Linked DNA regions of Sus scrofa: regions 1, 3, 4 and 5 are each linked to region 2. A link is a contact called in public Hi-C and promoter capture Hi-C data. All regions are on one chromosome and are shown on one strand. Each heading gives the region's core, a stretch centred on a gene start, on an enhancer-like site or on the middle of the called end of the contact. The rest is flanking DNA. Distances are from core to core; before and after follow the strand shown.

Region 1 (4,129 bases), core at 841-3,340, 310 kb after region 2:
TATGTTTAACTGGGTCACTTTACTGAAAAGCAGAAATTGACAGAACATTGTAAATCAACTATAATTTTAAAAATTTAAAAAAAAATAAAATCAAAGCTCCTTAACACTCCCCAGATATCTATACATCTGGACACCAGGTTAGAGACCTGACAGGTTTGTACTTAGCACCCCGACAGTAACCAACTTCTCTTGACTGCTATGTTTCAGTACTCTTCTTTTTTATTTTAAGGCCGCACCCTTAGCATATGGAAGTTCCCAGGCTAGGGGTCTTCCCACATTGCCTACGCCACAGCCGCAGCAATGGGGGATCCAAGCCGCGTCTGCGACCCAGACTACAGCTCACAGCAACAACGGACCCTTAACCCACTGAGCGAGGCCAAGGATGGAACCCACATCCTCATGGATCCTGGTCGGGTTCGTTAACTGATGAGCCACAAAGGGACTTCCTCATTACTCTTAAGAGTTCTCTAAATTAGCTATATGATTCCTTCTGTGTCCCTAAATACCCCTCAGTCACACCTGAAAGCAAGGTGCTCCCCCAGCCCCAGCTCCATCCATGACTGATGGAGAGGGCAGGACCAACTTACTTTCTCTTGTCGCTTCTCTTCTTCGTACTCTTTATTGCCTCTGCTCAAGCCTTTCCCTTCCTCTAGCAGCTCCCGAAACAGATCCACAGGGCCAGACCTTGGGGCTCCTGCTTCTGCTGCTTCAAGCGCAGGCAGTGAGTTCTGATGCCTAGCTTTCTTCCGCAGGAATTCCGTGCGGGCCTGGGGGAAAAGAAAGTTACAGGCAGAATATTCAGAACCTAGATGTGATTCAAGGAACAGTGAATCTAGTGCCAACCACAGACGGGGGCTGTAAGGAAGGGAGCAGAGGCACTCGGAGCCAGGAAAGGCACCTGCCCCAGCTTCGAGAAAAGGTGGAGAAATAAGGCAATATCTGGGTTTGCAAGCTACCTTTCAAACAGAAAACCAGAGGGATTCCGAATTTCCAGTGACACAATAAAAACAGCTATTAATGGAGTTCCCTTGTGACGCAGCGGGTTAAGGACCCCGCCTTGTCACTGCAGCAGCTCAAGTCGCTGCTAAGGCTCAGGTTCAGTCCCTGGCCTGGGAACTCCCACATGCGGTGGGCACTGCCAAAAAAAAACAAACAGAAAAACCGCTATGAAGGCAACCAAAACATGTATTAGAACAGGTGATCTGAATTCCAGGTTGGGCTTCGAGTCACTATCCCCGGTTGGTTTGCAATTTCTAGTGATAAATGAGAATTTTAAAAGCCCTAACTATCCCCCAGCCAGTGCTGACCACCAAATTAGCTAAAGGACTGGAAGTGAGGTGTAAATCAAACAGGTGAGGAGTTACAAAGACTGCCTCTGGTGTTTCTGTGTGGCCGGCAGTGCAGGCAAAGGGCTCGCCCGATAAAACTGAATTGCCTTGTTCCACTGTCATTTCGCTGTGGCCTCCTCTCTGAAGGCATCTCACCCCTCTGCAAAATAGAAATGATAGCGCCTCCTCTAAGAATGAACGGTGCTTGAGATATTTTGCAAGTCAAGCGTTCTGCAGCAGGCGCTCACTAAATGGGGACTTTGCGCAGGCAAACTGAAAAGTAGCCCGGGTTTCCTTGAACTACTCAGGGCTTCGTTTTTTCATGAGCTCCTACTATGGCCTCGAGAAGTACAGGAGCGGGGGAAGAGCAAGAGCGGCGAGAGTTCAAGGAGAGCTAATCAAAGCACTAGGAGAAGATACTTCCAAAGCACCCAGCCCCAAATTCCCCACGGTGTGCCCTGCGCCTGCGCGCCGCACCGCTTCCGGTCCCTCCCGAGGAGCCTGCGCGCTCAGCCCCGGAGCCCCGGCCGGGCTCGGTGCTTACCTCTTGCTGAGCGAGAAGCACCCTCCGCTCACGCTCTTTCTCTTCCTCCCGGGCTTGGGCCTCGTCACGCCGCACGCGGGCCACATTGTCCTTGTTCCGGACGTGCCAGCTCTTCTTGGGTAGGATATTCATGGCGCCGTAGCTGTCCGCGAACTGGCAGGCCCGCCTCCTAGCACTTCCGATTGGCAGGAGGATGGCCCCTCCCTGTTGTTTCTGCCTCGGTCACGGATTGGTCCTAGACTACTTGGCACGCCCCCCCGGGTCCGTAGCAAAGGCTGATTGGCTGAGACCCCCACCTCCCATCGCGGAGCATCGCGCGTGCGGTCGCCCAGCGACGGCCTCTCCTGAAGATCCCGAGTCCATCACAAGTGTCCCCGCCCTGACGCTGCCGAACGCAGCCGCTGATTGGCTGACACGCCCACCAGGTGTTCTCGAGGAAATGCCCTCCACACCAACCCTCCCCGGCCAACGCATTTGATTGGCTTCTGTCTCGCTGAAGTCTTGCCCCCGGCTTCCGGACACAAGTTTCAAAAAGCGTTCAGCAGCCTCCGTTGTGTTTATTGATACAAGAAAGGGGTTCACTGGAGAGGCAGCGACCCCCAGGGCTGGAAAGGCATGGGATGTTCTCCAGTTCTTTCATTTTCCAAACGACGCGGCCGAGACCTTCAAAGGATCTGGGGGTGGGTCTCTGTCTGAAAGCGAGACGTCGTCACCCTGAACCAGGCTGGGAAGGTCAAAGAGCTCCGTTGGCCGAGCTCAGTGCCACAGCGCGCTGTGCCAGGAAGACTTTATTCTGTGCCTCCTGGGGTAAAGGGTAAAGAGAGGTGGAGGTGAGACAGATCTCTAGATTCCCCGGGACCCCTTGCCAAGGACCCGGCCTGACTCACCGTCTCTATCTGGCGTTTGAGCTCAGAGATGAGGCGTCCATATGAGTTAGCCAGGGCCACAGTATATGCCATCAGGATGCTAGAGGAGACGGAATGAAAGCCACTCCCCAAACACGCTTAGTGTATCTTCGACGTAAGACTCTTTTAGAAACCAGGGGCCCGGACCTCCTTCAGACTCAAGAAGTCTAGTATCCCAGTTCCCTTCTTCCCGCAGACCCAGAAGTTTGGGCCCCCAGCCCCCTCCGTTCTCGGAAGTAGGACCCCAGATCACACGTTCAAACCCGGATGCAGGAGTCTGGGGCCCTCACCTGGATAACAGCAGAAGGGGCACAGCAAATGCCTGGGTCCCCAGGAAGAAGAGAAAATTCTGGGCAGTCTCGGGGAGGCTTCCGATAGACTTAGGGATCTCGGACCAGATGGACAACTGCCCCCGGAATGGACCACACAGCTTAGAAGGTGGGATCCTGAAGTCAGAGACAGACAGGCAGAGCTCCAGGATGGCCACAAGTCAGAACCTTGGAGGGAAGTGGGAAGAGGGAGGGAAAGAGAGGCAGGTGCCTCTCACACTTACACGAAGATGCCATATAGCACAGGAACGGCGGAGATGGCCAGACCCAGGAGAAGCACCAGGGGGAAAAAGAAATTCACAGTAGAGGCCCGAAATGTGCGGGAGGCCGGGGAGCAGGTGGAGAAGAGGGTGAGCTGGCGCAGGAAGGAGAGAATGTGAGACACAGGCGTCTGAGCCCCAGACTCTCCTCCACCGGGAACCCTGGCCCCCTCTTCTCAGTCAGGATCCTGGAGTCCCAGTTCTTTTAACACCATCGGACACAGTAGTCCGGGTCCCCTCTTCCCTCAGACCTGAAAGTTGGAGTGCCCTGGCCTCCTCCTCCTCCTCCTCCCACATCCGGGAGCCTCATCCAGATCCGTCCTCTCAGGATCTAGTGTTCCCTCACGCTAGGACCCAGGCGTCGCATCCCTCAGTTCCCTCCTTCGCCAGGACCCAGGAGCCCCAGCTCCATTACCTCCCGCATCAGACCCAAGGGTGCTGCCCACCCCTCACCTTCTTCAAATAGAAAAGCAGCAGGAACTTGGCCGTGTTGAGCAAAGGCAGTAAGGGGCAGAAAAAACTCCCAACCCAGACCACCGTCTGTGCGTAGATGAGTCCCAGCACTTCGTCAGGCACCTGGAACTCCTGGGTCCGCGCGAAACGACCCAGCGCCCCCGGACAGAGGCCACAGAGCAGCCTGAGGGTCGGAGCGGGGGGGGGGGGGGGGCTGAATCTGAGGCGGGCCACCGGTTTCCTCACCTCTCCACCTTCCCGCCCACCAGTTGGAAGTGATGGATTCTGAGAAGGGGGCAGCTTTCAAGGT
Region 2 (4,728 bases), core at 286-2,785:
ACTCAAGAGGTTCATGAGCACACGAGGTAATTGAGGAGTCAGCTTTCACATATGAGCAGATTGAGGCTTCAATTACATAATTCACTGTACCTACAAACCATTAAAACGTTTTTCTCATCGCCCAGCAGTCAATTAGGGCAAGAGAATTTTTCAGTCAGACCTTCCATGGATGGCGAGAGTCAAATTTTGAATGATTTTTCTAGGGGACCTTGAAGGGGGCCTCTTGGTGGATTTTTCAGAGGGACTTCTGACTTCTGTCTCACTGACCAGACTGCAGTGCCGGTGCCTGCATTGCAGCGGTATCACCAGCAGATGGCGCGCCAACACAGCAGGAGAAACAGCCTTCGCCTTGCAGCAGGCGGATGTGACCATCATTGGCAGTGGCCAAAGAATCTTTTTTTTTCAGTTGAAGCCTGTTTGATTTACAAGATTGTGTTAGTGTCAGGTGTTCAGCAAAGGAATTCGGCTATACATATAGACTTTTTTTATTCCTTTCCATTTTAATTTATTACAAGATAAGGTTTAGTTCCCTTACTCCGCAGTAAATCCTTGTTTATTTTACATATGGCCATGTGTGTCTGTTAATCCCATTCCCATTCCCATTCCCATAATTTGTCCCGCCAACTTCCTTTTTTGTCACCATAAATACGTTCGCTATAAGTCTGTTTCTGTTTCTCTATAGATTCATTTGTACCATTTTTAGATTCCACAGTAAGTGATATTATATAGTATTTAGCCTTTTAAATCTGATTTTCTTCACTTTCTATGATATGATCTAGGTCCATCCATGGTGCTGCCAGTGGGGAAATTTTATTCTTTTTCTGGCTGGTAATATTCCATCTATGTATGTATCTTGTCTTCCTTATCCATTTATCTGTTGATGGACATTTAAGTGACTTCCATGTATTTATGGCCACTCCGGCTTGAACCCCTAGAGTAATATGCCTTCAATGACAAGATGCTTCCTAGTTTGGGAGATGCCAAACTGCACAAAAAAGCTGCATTTAGATATCTCTTCCATCCAGGTACTTGTAGGAACACGTCAAAGTTTGTATTTAAAACTATTGGGAGCAGAGCTGGCTGTTGCAATAAACCTCTCTCGCCCACGTGTGAATCCACTCAAAGTTTAATGAGCAGGTAACTGAGGAGTCAGCTTTTACTTATGAGCAGACTGAGGCTTCAATTACATAATTCACAGGGCCTGCAAATCAGAAATAATTATATCTTAATTGCCGCGCAATCAGGGCAAGGGACATTTTTTTTTAATAAACTTGAAGCTTCCATGGATGGTCATAAGCAAACTTGGAACTATATTCCCAGGGTACGGTGAGAGGGCCCCTTGTTAAATTTTGTAAAGGGACCTCTGACCTTTGCCTCAGAGTCCAGCCTGGACGGGCCCGAGACTGCAGAGCGTGTGTATCCCCAGCAGAGGGCGCGCCAACACAGCAGCAAAAAAAACAAAGCCAGCCTTGCAGCAGCGGGAAGTGAAACTCATCAAAGCGTCGCCAGGGCAACCTTTTACATGATTCACGCCTGAGCACAGCTGAGCACGTGAGAGCAACTAGGAATAATCTCAAGGAGCAGAGGTATTAGCTTCCATTTAACAGTCGCCAAATTGGGATATCTTAGTAACACTCTAAGAAACTCCAAGTTAAACGATGCTATTGTTCTCGAAGGAGGGGAACGAAAAACCTCTTAATTTTTAAAAGCCAGTGATTCTGAGCAGAGGGGAAAGACAGTTCCCAAAGTTGCGTGGCAGTTTTGGCGATGAAGGTGGTCACGTGTTTCAGATCCGGAACAAGGATCCAAGCCCTACTCAGCAAGCCACGCGGGTAGGTGGATTCTGGTAAAGGATTCCACTCTAAGAGAACAGATGCTTTCGGGGGTACCGGATCGTATATGCATCTAACGGCAGGGCAAGCAATTCACTGCTTTAGTTTGGAAGGAAGGGGGAGAAAGAAAACAGCTGAGAAAATATCCCTCCCTCTGTCTCCTAGTTCATGGCCGCATTAAAAAGTACCCGGCGACTAACAACCCTGGAGTGAGTCGGGCGGGGGGGAGGGGGAGCAGAGAAAGGCACCGGTTTACGCTCCCGGCTCGGTTTTCCTCAAACAAGCCCATTTGTCGGGAGGAAGAAAGTCGCAGCTATGGATCCTGCGAGAACCCTTTAGGGAAACGAAGAGAAACGTGGGGGAGACTGTGTCACCCTGACCCCAGGATCTCTTCTGTCCCAGCCCAGCGGGACAGCACGCGCACCTGAACGAGTGCCCAAAAGCAGGAGCTACGCAAAGATCGCTGAGCAAACGAAAGTGCTGAGTCACGGAAAGCGGAGTCTCTTCCTCGGAACACTTTCCGTGGCAGGTGAGTCGGAGATCAGAGTGTCTCGCGGTGGGGGGAGGGGGGGCGCGATGGTCAAGGCCAGCCGCTCCTCTGTGGAGGATGTGTTATCTGTGTGCGGTTGCAGCGAAGATCGTGGGGGTTCTTGGCTTGGCCCTGATGTAAATTCCGATTCTCGGGTTATTTTTATCACAGCTTCTAACATTTGCTCATTGAGATCTTGAATTTTAGGCTATCAATATTTTATTTCTTTAAAAAAACTTTTTTTTTTTTTTTTTTTTTTTCCCTTTTTGGCCACGCCGGGGTATATGGAAGTTCCTGAGCCAGGGGCCAGATCAGAGCTGCCGTTCCGACCAAGGCTGCCTTGGTGGCGGCAACGTCAGAGCCTTAACCCACTGTGCTGGGCTGGGAATCGAACCCGTGTCCCTAGGCTCCAGGGAAGCCGCTGATCCTGTTGCACCACAGCAGGGACTCTTCTATCAATATTTTAAAAATATTCCTATTACATTATGTGTTAACCTCCATATACATTAAATTTCATCGTGTCCCTTTAGTATATCCGGGGACAATCGTGTGATTATTCTTAGCTCTGTTAGGATGATAAAGTTCATTTAATAATCTCCAAATGTGGGCCATCTTTGCATTCCTAGAATAAGCCCCACTTCGTCAAGATTTTTTTTTTATTATTTAAAAAAAAAGGAGTTCCCGTCTGGCTCAGTGGTTAATGAATCCAACTAGGAACCATGAGGTTGTGGGTTCAATCCCTGGCCTTGCTCAGCAGGTTAAGGATCCAGCGTTGCCGTGAGCTGTGGTGTAGGTGGCAGACTCACCTCAGATCCGGCGTTGCTGTGGCTCTGGCACAGGCCGGTGGCTATAGCTCCAATTAGACCCCTAGCCTGGGAACCTCCATATGCCGCGGGAGCAGCCCTCAAAAGGCAAAAAGACCAAAAAAACAAAAAAAACCCCACTAGCTGTGACCTGTGGTGTAGGTCGAAGATGTGCCTTGGATCCTGTGTTGCTGTGGCTGTGGCTAGGCTGGCACCTACAGCTCCGATTGGCCCCCTAGCCTGAGAACCTCCATATGCCACGGGTGTGGCCCTAAAAATCAAAAAAATAATAAACAAAAAACGCTTATGTTAAGTATCATCCACTTGTTAAACCACCATCTCCTGGAACACGGTACTGCCATCAAAAAATGTGATACTAATCTGACTGGCTTGCCCTTCTACATTAACTTGATCTGTTGCTCAGATCTGTAAATAATTATTTTCCTAAACAAACACAAACAACTGGTAGTTTTCCTAGCACGTGTCTCACCGACGACTCTCCTTCAATTCAAAGGCCCAAAGCCTTTCTTTCAGATGCGTTTATTAGATGTTGATTTTTCTGACTTGTTTTGTTCCACTGTTTGGCGTTCTTCCGTCAGCAGTTTCTATTCAGGTATTTTGGGATCTTCTTGGTCTGTCTTTCTGTCCCTTGGCCTTTGAATCTCTTCATTCAGATCTGATTTTTTTTTCCTTCTTTCCATCATCAGTTTAACTGTATTTTCTGTGGGGCGCTTCAGTCTTGTGTTTCTTGTAGGGGCGCCATCCTTTTGCAAATGTTGAAGTTTCTAGTCCTTTTCTGACCCGTGTCAGGTCCTCTTTCCATGTGATCTTTTCTGACTACTTAGCTTCTTTCTAAGGTTCCCTCCATTTACGTAGTTGTTTGCTCATAACTATCCTGGTGCTATGATGTAGAACAAGAAACATACTTTGGAGTTCCCTTGTGGCTGAGTAGGTTAAGGACCTGGCATTGTCACTGCTGTGGCTTGGGTTACTGGAGTGGCATGGGTTCAGTCCCTGGCCTAGAACTTTTCATATGCTGGAGGCACCACCAAAAAATTTTTATATGATATCAATGCATATTTATGTTTATGTATATTTATATAATATCAAAATATATTATATATATATATTTAGTTGAGCCCATCTGCTTGTATTCCAAGGTTCACTGGGGTTCACCTAGTTTTACTGAAAACGTTGTCTGTAGGTATTTTTCTTTGCTGTGTTTGTCGTTCTTTTTTTTTGAGGGGGGTTATTTGGTTTTGTTGGTTTGTTTTTTGCATTTTCTAGGGCCATGCCCACAGCATATGGAGGTTCCCAGGCGAGGGGTCTAATCGGAGCTACAGCCACCAGCCTACACCACAGCCACAGCAACATGGGATCCAAGCTGCATCTGCGACCTACACCACAGCTCACGATCCTTTACCCGCTGAGCAAGGCCAGGGATCGAACCCTCGGTTCTCATGGACCCTAGTCAGATTCATTAACTACTGAGTCACGACAGGAATTCCGGGGGTTATTTGTTTTTAATTGAAATACATTTAATTTAGTGTTGTGTTGGTTTTTC
Region 3 (4,262 bases), core at 589-3,088, 350 kb after region 2:
GTCTGAGAGGAAGAAATTGACAACGGAGATCAAGAAACGGTGGCTAAGTTCCTCCAGGTGATGAAAGGCACATACAGGGAGCAGAATATATAGTGAGAACGTTCACAACATTTTCTGTGTTCTGGAAACCCAAAAGAAACATCGGGATATAAACTGCTGCCTTTGAAAAAGAGACACGAGGCGTTCCCGACATGGCACCGTGGAAATGAGTCCAACTGGGAACCATGAGGTTGCAGGTTCGATCCCTGGCCTCACTCAGTGGGTTAGGGATCCAGCGTTGTCGTGAGCTGTGGTGTAGGTCGCAGGCGATGCTTGGATCCTGAGTTTTTGTGGCTCTGTCGTAGGCGGCAGCTACAGCTCTGATTAGACCCCTAGCCTGGGTGCGGCCCTGGAAAAAGACCAAAAAAAAGACAAAAAAAAAAAAAATTAAATGATGGTCACAACATCTAAACAAAACAAACAAAAAATAAAGTACCATCTTCCCTCAGTCATTATCAGTCATTTACTTTCTTCACAGCACCACTCTGAAATGACCTACTGTATTTTTTCCCCTGTTCCCCTAAGACTCAAAGCTTCATAAGGGTTATTTTATTGGTGGCTATGCGCCATCATGTGAAACAGTTCCTTACACTGCTTAATCAGTATCTGTTACAGAAATGAATTAATGAGGCCCATGCTGAGGGAGGCATGTAGCCAGAGACACTAGCTGCTAAATATTCCAGGTATGGCCCAATTTCTACCAAGATCGTTTCCCCCATTGTCCCTAAAAAGCAAAGAGGGCAAAAGCGGAATCCTATCAGGATGTAAGAGTGTATCCTTTGCCTATCAGAACTGCGTATCCCTAGGCAACTGCGACTTCTCTGAATCCTCAATTTCTTTTTCTTTTGCTTCTTTTTTAAGGGTTGCACCTTGCAGCATATGGAAGTTCCCAAGCTAGGGGCCCAGTCGGAGCTGCAGCTGCTGGCTACGCCACAGCCACAGCAATGGAGGATTCAAGCCGCGTCTGCGACCTACACCACAGCTCACTACAACTCAGGATCCTTAACTCACTGAGCGAGGCCAGGGATTGAACCCGCATCCTCATGGATACTAGTTGGGTTCATTTCACCTGAGCCACAACAGGAACTCCCTGAATCCTCAATTTCTGCCTTCAATCCTCAGACAGGTTTGTAGCCAGAGTTCAAAAGGGCAGGCTGGTTTCTGGCTATGCTTCGGGTTGACAGTATTCAGATACGAAGTGATTTTTTTTTTTTTTTTTTTTTTTCTTTTTACCGGCGCACTAGCGGCGTGTGTAAGTTCCCAGGCTAAAGGTCCCATCAGAACAGCGGGTGCCGGCCTACCCCTCAGCCAGACTGAGTCCTCCAGCCGCATCTGCCACCTACCCGGGGGCTTGCGGCAACGCGCGATTCTTAACCCCCTGATCGAGGCCCGGGGTGGAACCCGCATCCTCACGAAGCATAGTCGGGTTCTTAACCCGCTGAGCCACGATGGGAACTCTGACAAGACTGTTTTCATCATTCATGGATGTGAGAGCGTTTCTTGGCAGGAGCTTTTGCTTCGCGCAGCTCTCTGTGGATCTTTTCACAGAGTTAGAGCCGGCTGTAGTTTAATGGTGGTGGCGGTAACGTCTCCAACTTTATACGGCGACTCGTTGGCTAGCTGACAGGATTTAAATCACCCCCCCAGGGGCGGAGAGGAGCTTTCATTTCTCAAGGGACGGTACTCCCACCTCCCGTCGGAGACAAGGTCCTCCCAGTTCAGTGTGCCGCTCTGGCACAACCTTTCGTTTCGACTGCTTTTTTCCGCTCGCCAACGCCTTTTCTGATTGGTGCAGGCTTACGCTGTGCGCGCTGACGTCAGCAGACGGCAACGTTGCTATAAGACCGTGGCCGGCGGGCGCGTGCGCCTCTTTTTCCGTCCGGGAGTCTGTGGGTGAGGCGTGCTGGGGTGCTCTTTAGTCCAGGTGTGGGTTGTAAGGTTTCGTGGGCCATTCGAGTTTTAATGAGTACGCTAAAGAAGTTGGAGATGAAAAGAGGGTGGTTGGAAAGTAGTGGCGATGATGCTGCTTGTAAAAGCTTCAGGGGAGAGTCTCACGAGATCTTCCGTGGCCGCCATGAGATCTTAGCGTGGTTGTGGGACTGCGCAGGCGCTGCGCGGAGGCCTCACGAGCCACTCTTTCCCGCACAGGCGCAGACGGGCGAGCAGCGCCAGCATGCCGGTTGCTCGGAGTTGGGTTTGTCGCAAGACTTATGTGACCCCTCGGAGACCCTTCGAGAAGTCTCGCCTCGACCAAGAGCTGAAGCTGATCGGTTAGTACGTAAGGCAAGGTTTCTGCTTTTCGGGCCTGAGAAGGCTAACACGTGGGGGAGGCTACCCACTCGTTCATTATTTTCAAGTCCTGTGGTGTGTCCCCTTCCCCAGACGGACCAGTCTTGTGATCCTGTAAGCCACCAGGCTTAACGTTTTCACCAGTCCGTGGGACTGAGCCCATTTGCCCGTTTTTTTGCAGGCGAATATGGGCTCCGGAACAAACGTGAGGTCTGGAGGGTCAAATTTACTCTGGCCAAGATCCGCAAGGCTGCCCGGGAACTCCTGACGCTGGATGAGAAAGACCCGCGGCGTCTTTTTGAAGGTGTGTATGTGATCCCGCAGGGGTAGGATGAGGTGCAGAGCTCTGCTCTTCCTTGTAGGCTAGCTCAACGACCGGAGGTGTTATATGGAGCAATTGAGCCAGCCTTTAGTTGGAGTCCTGGGCTAGGAAGATGGGCTTGGATCCAAATTCAGGCCCTTAGGTGTGACTGGTTTATCCTTGCATTGAATTTCAGTTTTCTCTTAATTGGAACCTACAGTGCCAAGCAAGTGTGGGCACTTGGCTGTAGTGAAACAGTACTCTTCCGTATGTATCTTGTTCGCTGCTGGTGGGAATAGACAGTGGAGTATCTCAAATGTTGGATGCTTTAGCAGGAAGAATCTCATGTGCCTGCTTTAACACTGATCAAGGACATGTAGCCAAGGCCTGGACAGGAGAGGACCTGTGGATGTCACAGGGAAGAATTTGCAGGAGTTCCCGTTGTGGCTCAATGAAAACCAACCGCCCTAGTATCCAAGAAGATGTGAATTTGATCCCTGGCCTGCTCAGTGGGTTAAGGATCTGGCATTGACGTGAGCTCTGGTGTAGGTCGCAGATGCGGCTTGGATCCTGCCTTGCTGCGGCTGGCAGAGTCGTGAATGTAGCCCGGATTCAACTCCTAGCTGAGAATTTACATCCTTATGTCTCAGGTTCAGCCTTAAAAAGTAAAAAACAAAAAACTCCCAAAACATTTTAGGTAATGTTTTTGGAGGGGAAACATAGAGATCACATTGTAACTTGAAGGTAAAAATAAGTAAATTTTGGTAAAGTATATGGAACAAAATAAACTTTTTTTTTTGCCATTTCTTGGGCCGCTCCCTCGGCATATGGAGATTCCCATGCTAGGAGTCTAATTGAAACTACAGCTGCCGACCTACACCACAGCTACAGCAACGCCAGATCTGAGCTGCATCTGCAGCCTACACCACAGCTCATAGCAACGCTGGATCCCTAACCCACTGAGCAAGGCCAGGGATCGAACCAGCAGCCTCATGGTTCCTAGTCGGATTCGTTAACCACTGAGCCACGACAGGAACTCCTGAACTGTCTTAGATTCTGAAGGACTTAAATTTCTACCATGAGACAGGGTTAATGGAGTGCTTTCAAAAGCAGCAGTTGACATGATAATTCAAATTTTAGTAGTTTCTCTTACATTGTCAGCACAAGTAATCAGTAAATTGGGTTATTATGCCCTACTTTGTACGTTGTATTCTGGATGTGCAAGAGATAACACAGTACAGTTCCTGATCTTAACAGATGGGAGTCTGGCTGTAAATAGTTTTGTTGTATCTTGTTTGCTTTTTTGTAACAGCTTTTACTGAGATGAGATTTACTTAAAGTGTTTATTTTTAGTTATCGCTAAAATTGGCTACCTTATAGGTGTCATCCTGATAATGCTTTTGGCCTGAGCCTAGGAAATCTTGACTTCTCATGAGAAGAAGGAGGGGCTGGGAATCCAACTGGGCTTCCTTGGGCATCTGGGGTTGCTAGTCGGAATTTTCTCCTAATGTGCAAGGAAGGAAGTGTGTTTACACTCCTCACTGTTAAATGTGAGTGTTCATCGACATCAGAGGTTGAGGAAGGCTTGGAGTGTCTGTCTACACCTAGACCAGAGCCTCTGCAGTCACTTCTT
Region 4 (4,544 bases), core at 242-2,741, 270 kb after region 2:
AAAGAAACATTAGTGAGCTGATCGGGGTTGTCAGATAAAGCTCTAGAGGAGACAGCTCTCCAGGGTGCTTTGCACCGGTGCCTGACACATATTAGCTGTTCAGTGAATAAATAAATGGATGGAAGATTCATTCAGTTACGCAAGAAAGGCTGGGCATCTAGACAGGCAGCGGCCCGGAGGGACTGGTAATTAAGGCCAGGGGACCTCAAAACGGGGGAATCCACACTCACCTACCTGCTCGATCTCCCGGCAGCGCCGACCTAGTGCCTGATACTTCCTGCGATTTAGTTCCCGCTGGCGGCGCCGGCGGCCCCGCGCTGCCTCTTCCTCTTCATCTCGCTCCCGGAGCCCGGAGCCGCCCAGACCCCCAGACACAAACTCCACTTCTGTTTCAAGCTCGCTCTCCAGGATGTGACCACCGAACAGCGGAGGCAGCGCCAACTCTGAGCCTGGCGGCGCCGAGAACTCTTCAAAGCCCACGGCTGCCATGGTCCTGTAGGGTCAGGGGACTCAGGATCCCTGAACCTCCGCACCTAGTCCCTCCTCCCTCAGACCAGGTGCCAAGCCGCCAGCCCCCTCCTCCCTCAGACGCAGAAGTCCGGAGCCCCCAGCCCCCTCTTCCCAGGATCCACAAGAGTTTGAGCCCCAACCATTTCTTCCCCGGATCTAGGCGTCCAGGCTGCTAGATTCTCCTTCCTCAGGCCCTGGCCCCCAGCACACCCTTCCCAGGATCCAGGAATCTAGACCTCCAGACTCTTCCTCCTCGAGTATCACCGGGGCTTCCAGCCCCCCATCCCTCACTCAAATCCAGGAGTCCCGGCCCCCAACCTCGTCGTCTCTCCTATCAGGAGTCTAAACCCGTAGCTTCCCCACCCTCCACCCCCAACCCAGGAGGCTGGAATACGGACCCCAGTCCCTAAAAGAGTTCTAAGCTAAAGTGCTGCAGGAACTGCAATCCCCGTCAGTCCTCAACGCAGAAGACTGCCATTACGCAGCCGCAAGGTTTTTTGGGATTCGTAGTTTCCCCCAAAGCCACTCACCCCTCTCTCTGCTCCAGCTCCATCTCTCTCCGGCTCCGAGCGCCTCAGGCCTCAGGAGGTCCAATCTCAAACCGCTAGGTTAAATCGTTGGCAAAACTACCGGTCCCATCAGGCTTCACGGCCACCACATCCGGGACTTCGCCGCTACGCCTACTGGGAGCTGTAGTTTCCGATCTCCGGCTCCGCTCCCCAAACCGTCCAACCCCACGCCGACTCCCGGCATAAAGGCCTTGCTTTCTCGTCGAACGTCTCCACCAGTCGCCTGAGTTGCCGTCGCCTTTATTCTTGTCTTGACACCCTGTGGTCAGACTACGGCGATTCTCCGCTGATCAGACTCAGTTCACAGAGGGCCACGAGCCAAACAAGCCCCCTCTACCGCCTGCTCACCCATTCTCTGCCTAGCGGGAAGTGTTAATAAAGTTGTTGTTCCAAACGCGGCCGGGAACGACGCGGGGCGTGGGCCAATCAGAGCGCAGCTTTGCCTCGACGACGGCGCAAGGGTAAGACGTCATCAGTGAGCGTCGACCGCTGTTGGAACGCCTATTTCCTAGGAACGGTTCTGCGAGGGGGAAAGAGGTGAGTGTGATGGGGACGAGAGGAGGGCGGGAGGTCGGATTCCTGGGTCTAGAGGAGGAAGTGTGAAAGTGTCGACCGACTACCCAGAGGCTTCATATGCTCCTACAGTGTTACGGCTTTGGGGCCAAAAAAAATTTCTCAGCGCCCTTAGCGCTTTCCATGGTGCCTGGGGAGACAGGATTAAACAAGTCATTACTTAAAAAATCACCAACGTGTGAAGCGCCTTAGGGTCCACACAGGGCGCATGGGATGTGTTTCACCAAGCAACCTAGGCACTCTGGAGTGGGGTGCAGAATGTAGAATGAGAACCGAAGGATGAGGAAGGTGTTGAGCCGGTTAAAGTGAGGGGAAGAAGTTGGTGAAAGAAAAAATGTGAGAAGGACTAGTGGTGGGGGCTGCGGCTGGAGAGGTTGGCTGGAATCCAGCGAGGATGTGGTACCTGCTACGTGCCAGGTGCTGCGCTGGGCAGTGGGAGTAGCGCGCAATGAAGAGTACGGACTTAGTGCCTAGTTTCATTGAAATTTTCGCTTGATGGGGAAGATGGATATTAAACAAAATGTTAGACATTTAGAGCCTCTTAAGTGTTGAAGCCAACAAAGAGTTCATAAGATGTATAACAACAGCGGGTTAGGCTCTAGTCTTGGTGTCGGAGAAGATCCACGCTGCAGGAAATAGCATCTGTGTCCCTACTTTAGGGATGAAAAAGTTATATATTCAGAGACTCAGAGAGAGGAGACCATATTGAGGTGGGTTAAAGGATTACATAAAATTGCTCATTCACTTATTTACTGAATCTTTCTTCCTTTCTCCTTCCCTCCTTTCTTTTCTTTCTTTCTTTCTTTCTTTTGGCTGTACCGGTGACATAAGGAAGTTCGAGGCCAAGGATCAATCTGAGCCACGCAGTTGTGGCAACGCTGGTTACTTAACCTACTGCAACCAGAGGGAACTCCCTGCCGATTATTTCCTGAATACCTAGTATATGGTAGATATTCTGCTAGTTGGTGGAGATACAGAGATGAACAGACAGATACGGTCCCTAGTTTTGCTTAGTTTAGTGAGGAAACAGAGGATAAGAAGAGATACTTGTGGAGTTCCCATCGTGGCTCAGTGGAAAGGAATCTGACTAGCATTCATGAGGATGCAGGTTCGCTCCCTGGCCTCACTCAGTGGGTTAAGGATCCGGCATTGCCAGGAGCTGTAGTGTAGGTCGTAGATGCAGTTTGGATCTGGCGTTGCTTCGGCTGTGGTGTAGGCTGGCAGCTGTAGCTCCGATTCCACCCTCAGCCTGGGAACCTCCATATGCCACACGTGCGGCCCTAAAAAAAGACCAAAAAATATATATATAGAGAGAGAGAGATACTTGAGTCTTCTATTCGGAGAGTGGATTATATTCTGTAAGGGAAGAGTTCCTTAATTGAAAGTGAGGAGAGTTTTAGAGAAAGTTGTATGTGAAATAACATAGGTGCGTTTACCAGGAAAAGCTGTGTCCTATAACTAGAAGTGAGTATTAAGGGGGCATTCCATCTTGGGGAGATGGGAGATTATGAGGGAAGACATCTCAGAGGCAACTGAACAGCCAGGGGTCCTAAACCAGCAGCTCAGCGGCCAAATCTTTCCTGTAATCATTTTGTTTGGGCTTGTACTGCGGTGATTTGTTTTTGTTTTGGGGGTTTTTTGCTCTTTAGTGCTGCACCCGAGGCATGTGGAGGTTTCCGGGCTAGGGGTTGAATAGTAGCTACAGCTGTCAGCCTGTACCACAACCACACCCACATGGGATATGAGCCAGGTCTGCGACCTACACCACAGCTCACAGCACCGCTGGATCCTTAACCCACTGGTAGAGGCCAGGAATCGAACCTGCATCCTCATGGATACTAGTCGGGTTTATTAACCACTGAGCCACGATGAGAATTCCTATTTGTTTTTTTGTTTTTAAGAGGAGTTCCCTGGTAGCTCAATAGGTTAATAGGTGTTGTCACTGCTATGGCTCTGGTTGGATCCCTGGCCCTGGAACTTTGCCATGCTGTGGGCACGGCCAAGTAAGTAAGTAAATAAATAATGAAAATGAAACTTTTCAGGAGTTGCCACTGTGGTGTTGTGGGGATCGGAAGCATCTCTGCAGCTCAGGATGCAGGTTCAATCCCTGGCCTGGCACAGTGGGTTAAAGGACCTAGTGTTGCTACAGCTGTGGCTTAGGTCAGAGCTGTGGCTCAGCTCTAATGCCTGGCCCAGGATCTCCATATGCCATGGGGCAGCCAAAAAAGAAAAGGAAGAAACTGTTCAAACTGGGAGGGATGAAAATTCAGAACTTCTTACTTTTCTTGAAAGAAATCAGAAAAGCTGGCAGCCTGGAGCCCACGTTGCCACTCCCTGGGCGTGTCTTCAGCCTTTACACTGGGCATAATCCCTGGTTCTCCAGGCTTCTGTCCTCCCTGGGGCCCAGCCCCCAGCAGACCTCACTCACTTAGGTCACCCACTTCGCCTCTCTGGACATGGGTGTTTGCTGCCTGTTTGTCTTTTGGAAAGAGGAAAAATCCAGAAAAAGGGAAAGGTTTCTTATTAAAAGGAACAAAAGAAGCCCTGGGAGGCCAGATTGTGGTGGGGACTGTGCCTCGTTGAGCAGTGCTTCCCAACCTTTTCCACTGCGTGGGGCTCGCAGAAAACACGACGGATCGCGCAGCACCTGGGGTCAATGAAGAGCTGCCCGGGGCCCAAGGTGATCGGCTTGGGGGCTCTAGGCATGGTGGGCCCCACCGGTTTAGGACATCTGTCACCCGTTTGGGGCCCACACATGGTGGGGAGGGGCACCTGCTACAGCCGGAGAGAAGAGGATGTGTGGAGAGGCGCACCCGCCAAGCGGAGGGAGTATTTCTCGTCCTAGTGAGGTGGCAGAGTGAGGCTGTGCAGTGTCCTGCTCGTGAAGTGAGG
Region 5 (4,271 bases), core at 717-3,216, 290 kb after region 2:
CACATCATCAGGACCTGTCCTTGGCTAGTGATCGTTTGTCAAACACCTGGGCCACTGAGGTGTCAGAGCTGCAAGGTTTGGGGGACAAAGCTCAGGCCCCGTGGAGTCCAGGTCACGCGATCCCAGGAAGAGAACCGCCCTCTCCACGTCCAGGCCCCGTTAGAGAACCTCGGTGGTTCTGGCACCAGAGCAGTGTGGCTGCTGAGAGCCCCAGCTTTCAACGCAGGCCCCCTGGGTGGTCGTGGCATCTTGGGCGGCTGGCCTCTGCCTTCCAGGCTTCCAGACTAACACCACCGGACGCACCCGCAAGCACTGGGGACTTGTGTATGCTGCATGGGACAGCACTTAGCACTGGGCGCACCGTCAAGGCCCTGTGATGGGGCACTGCTGTTATTTCTGTCTAGTGTTTGCCAAGGACTCCCTCTCCCACCCTAGTGTGCCAGGCCGGGGCTGGGGTGGGGCAGACAGGCTCTCTGCCCTAAAAGCAGAGTGCTGCTGGGGGCGCCTGTCTACCTGTGCTGGAATCTGGGTTTCCCAGTGGGCTCTTACCTTGGAGGTTGGCACTTCTCTTTCTCTTTTTTTTTTTGGTTGCATCTATGGCACGTGGAAGTTCCTGGGCCTGGGATCGAACCTGTGCCATGAGCCACAGCAGTGAGAACACCAGATCCTTCACCCGTTGCGCCACCAGGGAACTCCCAGGACTTCTTTTAGTTGCCCAGGAGGTGGGCGCACAGGGCAGAACCAGCCCTGTGGGGAGTGAGGCCTCTTGGGCTTCTCTGTGGGTCTCTTTCTGGCACACTGGGTCCTGAGACCTCTCTGGGACTCCCCTGTCATCACCTGGGATTCTGTGTATCTTTGGACCCCAGTCCCTCCCTCAGCCCAGGGCTTTGTCTCTGGACTGCAGTGGCCCTCTCTCAATTTCTCCCTTCCCTCACCTGAAAGAGTCTGCATACCTGGGAGTTTCATGCATTCTTTCTTTTTTTTGGGGGGGAGGGGGGAGGTTTCCAGGGCTGCACCCACAGCATATAGAAGTCCCCAGGCTAAGGGTCAAAACGGAGCTGCAGTTGCCGGCCTACACCACAGCCGCAGCAACCCACTGAATGGGGACCAGGGATCAAACCCAAATCTTCATGGATACAGTCGGGTTCATTACCACTGAGCCATAACGGGAACTCCTAGGAGGTTCTTTCTAATGGCCAAATTACCCCAGGTCACACAGCTCATTCCCCAGGTTTATCCCTGAACTTTTAAATCAGCCTTGCTTAGAAGTGACCCACCTTTGGGAGTTCCCGTCGTGGCTCAGTGCTTACTGAACCTGCCTAGCATGCATGAGGATGCAGGTTCGATCCCTGGCCTCACTCAGTGGGCTAAGGATCCGGTGTTGCCGTGAGCTGTGGTGTAGGTCGCAGATGCGGCTCAGATCTGGCGTTGCTGTGGCGTGGCTGTGGTGTAGGCCAGCAGCTACAGCTCCGATTCGACCCCTAGCCTGAGAACCTCCATATGCTACAGGTACGGCCCTAAAAGACAAAAAAAAAAAAAAAAAAAAAAAAGTGACCACCTTTGCCGATCTCTGCCTATGCGTGTGCCAGGGAAGGGCAGTCTGTGCACAGCTCTTCAGAGTCCCCTTCTCCCCTGGCCAGAAGGAATCTAACAGGAGGCCAGGGACATGGAGGTGGGAGTCTCCAGAAGGAATCTGAGTCACCTGGCCCTACCGTTCTGCATACCCTTGGAGTTTTTCAAAGGTTAACATGCTTCAGAATTGCCTGGAAGGACTCTCGAACTGGGTTTCAGAGCCCAGAGTGTCTGACCAAGTTGGTCTATGGCGGGACTCAAAGCGGTGCATTTCTAACCACTTCCCAGGTGGTGGTGATGTTGCTGGATGCAGGGACCCTACTTTGAAAACCACTAGAAAATTCCCTACCAGATGAGCTGCGTGTTGGAATCAACTCCGGGGTCTTTAATCACTCATGTCTGGTTCCCTTCCCGAGAAACTCTGATGTAATCAGTCTAGGGCAAGGCCTGGGTATCTGGATTTTTTTTAAGCCCTCAGGTGATTCTCGTGTGCAGCTAAGTTCGTGAACAACTGCCCTGGGCCCTTGCTACTTAAAAAATGTGAACTGTGGGTATCAGCGTCACCTGGGAATCTGTTAGAACCGCAGAATCTGCACTTGACAAATCTCCCAGCGACTCCTGAGACATCTAAAAAGCACTGCTCCATCCAGAGACCACACTTTGAATAACAGGACTTTGCTGCATCACTAATAATCACCCAGGAAGTTTGTGAAAATGCAGATCCCTGGGCTTTATTCCCCAGGTCTGTGTGGGCCCAAGAACAGTGCATTTTTACAAGAATGGTCTGCCTGCAGTGGGCGACTCTGATGCAGGACCGCCCATGCATCTCCCTGGGATTTACCTCACTTTCCTCCACCTAAAGGAGATGAGCATGTCTGACTTGCCGTCTTGACTGTGTGACCCAGGGCAAACGCCTCCCGGATAGTAAAGCACCAGTACTTTGCAAGCCTCAACCGCAAGTCATTCCCCGTGTTCATCCGTGTGTTCATTCAATGCAAACGGTTGCCAAGCGCTGGGCATTCAAAAATCCGGAGGGGGCGTCTCAAATAACCACGAAAATGACGGTATACTTGCAAAAGTAGATTTTCATGAACAGTGCTCGTGAGCCATCAGCAAGGGAGGCCAGGGAGAGAAAACCACCGAGGTGAGGTCTGACCGGTGTTAGGAGACAACCGTGAAGGGGCACGGGGAATCTCATCTGTACCTTCTGCAGCGCCCTCACAGCGCCAAGCAAACGGAGGTGCAGAGGAGTTACTGTTCCACGGTCACGTCACCACTCAGGGGAAGAACAAAAACTATGCCTCCACAGCGCTTCCCAACCAGTTCAGCTATGCGTGGTGCCGGTGACTTGGGACATTGTCTTTGGCTTCCTTCCTTCTTTTTCTTCCTTCTTCTGAATCTCAGAGGCATGCCAAATACAGGCACCTGGAGAAGACACTGCGGCTGACAGGGACAGGCCTGGCCCGCCAGGACACAAGCGAGGCGGAAGGATGCACCCGGGTCCCAAGCCTGCCTGCTATGCCTGGTTTCACACGCCTTAGGAGCGGGTGCCGCCCACTCGCCACACTATTGGACACGTTGCGGTGAAAGATAACAGGGCCGTCGAAGGGGGAGGGGGTGGATCCTCTTGCCCGGCTCCTCCCTCTCGGCCCAGAGGCTGTCTCGATTGGCAGAAGACTTCAGCTTGGCCCCGGCTTTGAAAGCACCTGTCCGTCTCCCATTAGGTACGCGGCCTTTAACGCCCACTCTCCATGCCTTCCTCCGCTTTCCCCACCCACTTCCCGGACCAGCCAATGGTTTCTGGGCAGAATATTCCCCCACGGCCAATTGAAAACAGCTCCAAACTTGACGGACGACTTCCCGCCCTCAATCAGCCTAGCTCCTCCCCCCGACCAATTGGCTTAGGAGAGGGGGGCGGGTGTACCCAATCAGCACGACACAGGCCTCCGGATTGACGCACGAGTCCTCGCGCTGGCGTGTTGTGCCCTGAGGCGGGAGGAGGAGGAGGAGCGGGGAAGAAAACCTGAGCCAATCCTAGCAGCCTGCGCAGGAGGCCAATCGAACGCCGCGCCTTGGAGCGATCACCCAATCGGCGAGAGGGGGCCGGCCGCATCTCCGCCAAGAACCAATAAAGCGCGCCCGGGGGACAAGAGCGACGTGCGACCGGAGCAATGATAGGCCTATATTCAGGGCTCGGGGGCGGGTCGGCGCCAGAGACGAGAAGAGAGGAGGGGAGGCCTCCTCCGCCGCCGCCATCTTGGACCGGGCCCGGTCAGCTTCCGCGGAGCCATCGGCAGACGCCGCGGCCTCCCTTGAGCCCCGACCCCGTCGTCAGAACAACCCCGGGCCCACTTCCCCCCACCCCACTTCCGCTCCGCTCCGCTATCGCGATAGCGCCCGGGCCCGGGGCGCGAGAAAAAGGCGGCGGGCGCTCGCCTCCCCGCCTGTCGCGATAGGCTCCTCAGCGGCGGCGCCAGCTCCTGTGGTGAGAGCGTCAGGCTCGACTGGGCCGGACCCCTTCCCCTCCTCCCCCGGCGCCGTCGGCCGCCTCCCCCGCCGCCTCCCGCCCCTGCGACCCCGCCGCCTGTCGCGACATGGCCGCCCCCGTTCCCGCCCCGTGCGGCCCCGGCGCTCGCCGCCGCCCGGCGGTGCGCGGCCCCCGCCGCCGCTCCCTCCTCCACGCCCCTCGGCGGCGCCCG

Evidence for each region. Promoter capture Hi-C pulls out the DNA fragments that hold promoters and counts their contacts. A called contact is a pair of places that touch in the nucleus more often than the background predicts.
Region 1: a Hi-C map of epiblast stem cells shows a contact between it and region 2, with 3 times the contacts expected there. The contact joins the promoter of LENG1 here to the promoter of MYADM in region 2. A contact is called at or near these places in 1 of 5 promoter capture datasets (fetal liver) and 3 of 47 Hi-C or Micro-C datasets (epiblast stem cells, heart right ventricle and liver).
Region 3: a contact with region 2 is called in a promoter capture Hi-C map of fetal liver, with 2.6 times the contacts expected there. The contact joins the promoter of RPS9 here to the promoter of MYADM in region 2. A contact is called at or near these places in 2 of 5 promoter capture datasets (fetal liver and liver) and 1 of 47 Hi-C or Micro-C datasets (embryonic fibroblasts).
Region 4: a promoter capture Hi-C map of liver shows a contact between it and region 2, with 2.5 times the contacts expected there. The contact joins the promoter of PRPF31 here to the promoter of MYADM in region 2. A contact is called at or near these places in 2 of 5 promoter capture datasets (fetal liver and liver) and 4 of 47 Hi-C or Micro-C datasets (embryonic fibroblasts, heart right ventricle and mesenchymal stem cells).
Region 5: a contact with region 2 is called in a Hi-C map of liver, with 7 times the contacts expected there. The contact joins the promoter of CNOT3 here to the promoter of MYADM in region 2. A contact is called at or near these places in 1 of 5 promoter capture datasets (fetal liver), 1 of 47 Hi-C or Micro-C datasets (liver) and 1 of 2 datasets of contacts at active chromatin or transcription factors (alveolar macrophages).

What each region holds. Positions count from the first base shown.
Region 1 is chr6:55,968,546-55,972,674 of Sscrofa11.1, reverse strand. It overlaps LENG1 (leukocyte receptor cluster member 1), which reads right to left and starts at 2,090. Exons shown (of 4, transcript XM_003127415.5): 1 at 1,873-2,090; 2 at 588-767. The coding sequence starts at 2,004. It overlaps TMC4 (transmembrane channel-like protein 4), which reads right to left. Exons shown (of 15, transcript XM_003127416.5): 11 at 3,820-4,003; 12 at 3,331-3,461; 13 at 3,068-3,223; 14 at 2,760-2,838; 15 at 2,410-2,674. The coding sequence ends at 2,606.
Region 2 is chr6:56,275,384-56,280,111 of Sscrofa11.1, reverse strand. MYADM (myeloid-associated differentiation marker) reads left to right here and starts at 1,535. Exons shown (of 6, transcript XM_021094908.1): 1 at 1,535-1,832; 2 at 2,235-2,361.
Region 3 is chr6:55,924,856-55,929,117 of Sscrofa11.1, reverse strand. It overlaps RPS9 (40S ribosomal protein S9), which reads left to right and starts at 1,838. Exons shown (of 5, transcript XM_021094879.1): 1 at 1,838-1,932; 2 at 2,188-2,309; 3 at 2,510-2,632. The coding sequence starts at 2,213. LOC100521666 (a long non-coding RNA gene) reads right to left here and starts at 1,761. Exons shown (of 2, transcript XR_115980.5): 1 at 1,383-1,761; 2 at 1-388.
Region 4 is chr6:56,008,454-56,012,997 of Sscrofa11.1, reverse strand. It overlaps PRPF31 (U4/U6 small nuclear ribonucleoprotein Prp31), which reads left to right and starts at 1,491. Exons shown (of 14, transcript XM_003127413.5): 1 at 1,491-1,616. TFPT (TCF3 fusion partner) reads right to left here and starts at 1,502. Exons shown (of 6, transcript XM_021094886.1): 1 at 1,041-1,502; 2 at 235-493. The coding sequence starts at 1,063.
Region 5 is chr6:55,990,835-55,995,105 of Sscrofa11.1, reverse strand. CNOT3 (CCR4-NOT transcription complex subunit 3) reads left to right here and starts at 1,966. Exons shown (of 18, transcript XR_002344772.1): 1 at 1,966-4,057. PRPF31 (U4/U6 small nuclear ribonucleoprotein Prp31) reads left to right here. Exons shown (of 14, transcript XM_003127413.5): 14 at 1-19.